Linked DNA regions of Sus scrofa: region 1 is linked to region 2. A link is a contact called in public HiChIP or PLAC-seq data. All regions are on one chromosome and are shown on one strand. The core of a region is the stretch at or near the end of the contact, and the rest is flanking DNA. Distances in the headings are between cores, read along the strand shown. Region 1 overlaps FAM60A (protein FAM60A). Region 2 overlaps FGD4 (FYVE, RhoGEF and PH domain-containing protein 4).

Region 1 (2,700 bases), core at 85-2,584, 1.1 Mb after region 2:
CCCATTGAGCAAGCACAGGGACCGAACCCGCAACCTCATGGTTCCTAGTCGGATTCGTTAACCACTGAGCCACGACAGGAACTCCAAGAGTTTATATTTCTACAAGATGTAAGTAATAAATTCAAGAAAATAAATGGAGTATATTTACCCAGACATTTTTCACATTCTTGCTTCACAGCATCCCTGGAAAGTAGAAGTGAGATTTCACCCTAATATTACAGAGGGACAAATAAAATTAGAAGTGACTTCCTATTCAGTTTTAAAGACAAAAGCAGAAATAGACTCCAACTCGAATCATTCTAGTGCCTTTTCTACCACAACACTCGCAATAGTTACATTTCTTAATTGATTATCATCCCTTAAAAGCAAATAAATCCTACCTCCCCAACCTTTAACTTTCTCATCCTCTGGAATGGCTCTTAATCTAGGATTGGGATACCCAGTAATTTTTTACACTATCAATTGAGAGGACCTAGTATTTTTTTTACACTAGCTGAATCTCAGAGACAGGGTTTGTGATTTTTATTTTTAACCCGTGCTATTTCAGCTGAAGACTTATTTCTGTGTTAGACTCCTTTCCTATAGGAAGAGTTGTAGGCTCTTTTACTAACGTAGATTCCATAGGCTGCACAGTTATAAATGCTTTATCATGTAATTCCTCAGAGACTGAGTACATGGTTGGAGAAGCTATTGACAAACACGTGGGGTCTACCACCTCTTTCTCAGTTTTCCTCCAGGCAAGTTTAAATTTTAAAATTTCACTTCACAAAGTGAAGAAATAAGGTAAATTCAGAACCTTTGGTGTTGGGATGTGGGCTGGTTTCTACTAGAAGCAGGCAAGAGGAAATAATAGTGTTTAATTGCTCCATGGTTTTCCCTAATTGCTGCTGAAACATGTCTCTTTGTAGGGGAATGCTGCAACCAAGTGGCCTAGCAGCAGGAGAACACAACACACTCAATTCTCTTTGACCCTTTGTGAAGAGTGTTGCTCCAGTTACACTGTTAGTGTTTCTTGGATCCTGTTCTTATATGTGATTAAAGATAGCATACCATTGACTAAAATGGTGTTGAGGGTGGCATTACCAACTACAGGCACTCAAGGTTGCTCAGTGCTTTTGATGACGAGTGTCTTTTTCATACTTCCTTTCCTTTCCCATCATCCTGCCATTTAAAATTCAGTTCTAAAGAGTACAGGCTCCTTCACTTCAGAGTTGTCTTTGGTTGCTTGGTTCCTTTTGTCTTTGTTCATCATTGCTTCCTTCCCACTCTGCAAATGTTTTGCTTATTTCTTTTCTGCAGTTTCCTTCCCATTCTGCTCTATGTCTCTTCTAATCTTACTAGTCTGTTCTGTATTCTCTTCTGTGGAATCTATTTCCTCATGTGTATCTCCTCATCTGTATGTCTTTGAGGAAGTCTGTTTAAGCTCTCTGGTCTTTTTCAGATTTCTCTTTAGTTAAGTCAAGGTATGTGATGATAACTAAAGTTTTGGGGTGTTGTGCTCTTGATTAAAAAAAAAACAGCAGTATAGAAGGAAATGAAGTGAAAGTAAGCTTCCTTCATTCTTGCACTCCTCAGAAGCACAGCTGCTACTTACTAGTTTTTCAAAGTCTATTTTAAAAAGCCAGTTTGTGTATGTAAGGTCTCATTTTAAAAACATACTGTGGGATTATATTGTATAACTATTATTCAACATGCTTATCTCACAGAACAAGAAATCTTGGATAGTTCCCTGCTGGCACATGTCATAGATCTCCTGCAGTCTTTTTAAAGGGCTGAAAGACATCATAATTTAACCAGTCTGACTCCATGGACATTGAGGTTGCTTCCAACGTCTTATATCTTTTTTTTTTTTTTTTCCCCCTAAGTCTAGGTCATTTGGTTTTTAAAAAGAAGCTGTAGCGTTTTGGTCTATGATTAGAATCTATAGGGCTTTGGTCTTTTGAAAACTAAGAACACTTTAAGAATGCTTTAATCTCCGAGATTACACGCCTAATTTGTGCATCCGAATTTTACTTTGCAAGATGGCATGGACAAGTTGTGAAATTAACTATGAAGCTGATTATCACCTTTGACATAGTTAACTTCTCTCTGTTTTTCTTTATCTAGTCCATCCAGTGGCATTTTGAGTTTTGGAGGGTAGTTTCGAATATAAGAAAAATGTTACTTTTACTAACTAGAAGTAATCTATAAAGTGGAATGGAGAGGTTATTATATTGGAGGAACTACTGGTTTCCTTTGAAGATTACCAACTAAGGTGAGCCTAATAGATATTATATTTACCATAAGAACTCCCTCCATTTTCCTAAATGTTAAAATCCCATTGTGGCTCAGCAGTAACGAACTGTGCTGGTATCCATGAGGACGTGGGTTCAATCCTGGCCTCGCCCAGTGGGTTAAGGACCAGGTGTTGCCATGAGCTGTGGTGTAGATTACAGATGTGGCTCAGATCTGGCATTGCTGTGGTGTTGGCTGGCAGCTTGGCAGCTGCAGCTCTGATTTGATCCCTAGCCTGGGAACTTCCATATACCCCAAATTCAACCCTAAAAAGCAAAAACAAAAATAAATAAGTAAATAAATAAATAAAACCCCATCCTTTTAAGATTTGAAAGACAAGAAAATACTCTAAAGAATTAAGTTTTTTACTCCCTGTATTCTAATTCCATATTAAAAATGGTATTGAAAACTCAAATTTCATTTTAT
Region 2 (2,700 bases), core at 126-2,625:
GTAACATGGCATGTTCATATAGTATGAGTCATCCAGCCAAGGGTTAATGCTTTCCGAACTTCACCAATTCAAGCCAGCATCCCTATGCACATCAGCTGAGGGCTAGGCATGTCCTCGGCAGAGTCAGGGTAGGTTCTGCACAGGAAGTGTTGGTGTACGTGCTCAGACATGAGTGATGAGGCCAAATGAGGATGTCAGCATTTTTGGTTCCTTCTCTCTGGCTCAGAGTACAGCAGGAAACTTCAAACTGACCACAGGCCAGTGAACTATTGACTGAAACTGGAACTGTTCTGCTCTGCTACAGTGTACCAGGGCTGAAAGGATCCAAATGAATATGCGGGCTTTGGTTCTTGGTCTTTTTTTTTTTTTTAATATTTTAGCAGTTTAGTGGGCAAAGAAAAAATTCACATGGAATATTTTCTGATAATTTGACATAAACATTGCAGATCTGTATATATCTTTACAATTAACTAAACCTTTTCACTGTTCATTCAGATATTATGTGGATAGAGCTGTAGAAACATGTTACAGGGGTTGTACTGTAACATGTTCGAAACAAAATTTTAAAATTTCGTTTATGTGTGCTTTTCCTCCCCTTAGTTTTCTGCTTTACTTTGGTCTGCTAGATTTTATAAAAACACATTTACCCCCTTGGTTTTAAATCAAGTGATTTAGATCAGTTTAGCCACACAATAAATTGGGAATGGCTTTAAGAACCAAAATAACCACCAGTTTGTTATAAAGCTAAAATTAGTATCCCCCCAAAAAATTATGTGGCTAAAAATAAATCTTCATAAAAGAGTAAACAAAACTATTTATTTGGTCCTAATATCACCATCATTCCATCCCATATCTTGATAAACTTAATATTATCATTAGTAATTACAGCTGTGTATTATTGAGGGCCTTTCTCATAACAACCCTACCAAAAGGTATTAATTAGCTCAACTGAATAGACAGCAAGAGAACTAAGTTTAAATAACTCCTAGACAGTAAATGGCAGAGCTGCAATCCAAACTCTGAACCTTTTAACTTGATCTCTAAAATGCAAATTGTTTGCACCTTCTCTCAGTTTTCCTAAAATTACCAACCTGGGAAAGAACAAGAAAACTTTTACCCTGTAACTGAGTTTTCTTGTCTTTAACGCCCAAACTCAAACTCTAAAACTGTTCATGACTGGTAAACTTCCTCTTTCTACTTCATGTGACTCTTCCCATAACTAAATTTCTCAAAACTTTGTATTTAACCTACTTGTAAGCAGAGTTTACACATAGGTTATAAGACTAGGATCATTTTAGAATAACTTTATCCTACAGTCCACCCAAGCAACAGTCAGTTTCATCTTAACTGGCTTACTGGTTATGAGAATGAGAAGAGTCACTTCCTCAAGGTCACTTTGAGCCAGAAATAGAATTCTGGTTTAGGGTCTGGTGGCAAAACCATGCTTCCTCTGCAATGGTAAGCTACTATTGCTAAATTGGTCCCTAAGCAAATAAAACAGCAGAATATGTAGGATATATAAAATATTTTTCCTGCTGATGTCTCTTTCCTCCACCTGTCCACCCCTTCTATATTGCCCATTTCCTATGTATTCTATATTGTGCCTTGGCAGACAAAAAAACAAAAAACAAAAAACAAAAAACCCTATTCCTATTTCAACTATGAAGCAAATGTTTCATTTCTTTTTCTTAGTAAAATATGGGAGATAGCCTCAAAAATTATGATAGCTTTAAAAAGTGTCATGTTAAACCTATTTTTTCTATTTAAATTTTCCAGGTACATACTATTATCTTTTGATTTATAAAGTTAAGACAGTTCACTAAGAACTGTGTCAGTGTCCACACATGTGGCAATTGGCATTCTGTTTAGTCTAAAGCAGGAGTGCCAACTGAACTTTCTGTGTTGATGGAAATGTTCTATATTTATGCTATAAGGTGGCCACGTGAGCATTTGAAACATGGTTTGTGTAACCATGGAATTGAAGTTTTATTTTAGTTAATTTAGATTTAAATTTACAAGCAACTGTGGCTAGTGAACCACACAGACCTAAGTCTGGGTATGTAATTTTTTTTAATAAAACATAAAGTCATAACTTTTTATTTTGAAATAATTATTGACTCACAGGAAATTGCAAAAAGAGTTTCTCCTAATCATTGTCATATTATACAACTATAGCATAATATCAAAACCAGGAAACTGACATTTGTACAATGTCTCTATTTAGTTCTATGCTATTTTATCGCTTATATAGACTTGTGTCACCACCACAATCAAGATACTGAATGATTCTCACCATCAGCAAGAGCTCCCTCAGGCTATCCCTTTATAGTCATACATAACATCCTTCTTTCTCCCCACTGTGCCTAACCACCACCGCCAGCCGCTAAACTGTTCTCCTTACCATGGTGTCACTTACAGAATACTATCAAGTGGCATCACATAATAAATGACTTTTCGATTTTGGCTTTTTTCACTCAGCACAATGCTCTTGAGATCCATTCAAGTTCCTGAATGCAGCAATGCTGTGTTCCTTTTTATTGCCATGTTGAATTCCATAATCTGGATGTACCACAGTCAGTTTAGTCATTCACATTAACGAACATGAGGCTGTTCACAATTTGGGTTATTATGAATAAAACTGCTATGAATGCACCAGTTCAGGGGTGGATCTAAGTTTTCATTCAGAAATGTAATGGCTAG

Evidence for each region. HiChIP or PLAC-seq counts read pairs in DNA pulled down with a chosen protein or histone mark.
Region 1: a contact with region 2 is called in an H3K27ac HiChIP or PLAC-seq map of alveolar macrophages. The contact joins two enhancer-like sites. A contact is called at or near these places in 1 of 5 promoter capture datasets (liver) and 1 of 2 datasets of contacts at active chromatin or transcription factors (alveolar macrophages).

What each region holds. Positions count from the first base shown.
Region 1 is chr5:42,937,802-42,940,501 of Sscrofa11.1, forward strand. All of the region lies in intron 1 of FAM60A (protein FAM60A), which reads left to right. Among named protein-coding and RNA genes, the nearest start is that of FAM60A, 8.7 kb to the left of the region's middle. Within about 2 kb of position 1,335, at least 9 of the 83 cell types and tissues checked have an H3K27ac peak or open chromatin away from gene starts, as enhancers often do. A contact at or near this core is called in alveolar macrophages, where this site is marked.
Region 2 is chr5:41,809,151-41,811,850 of Sscrofa11.1, forward strand. All of the region lies in intron 1 of FGD4 (FYVE, RhoGEF and PH domain-containing protein 4), which reads right to left. Among named protein-coding and RNA genes, the nearest start is that of FGD4, 69 kb to the right of the region's middle. Within about 2 kb of position 1,376, at least 7 of the 83 cell types and tissues checked have an H3K27ac peak or open chromatin away from gene starts, as enhancers often do. A contact at or near this core is called in alveolar macrophages, where this site is marked.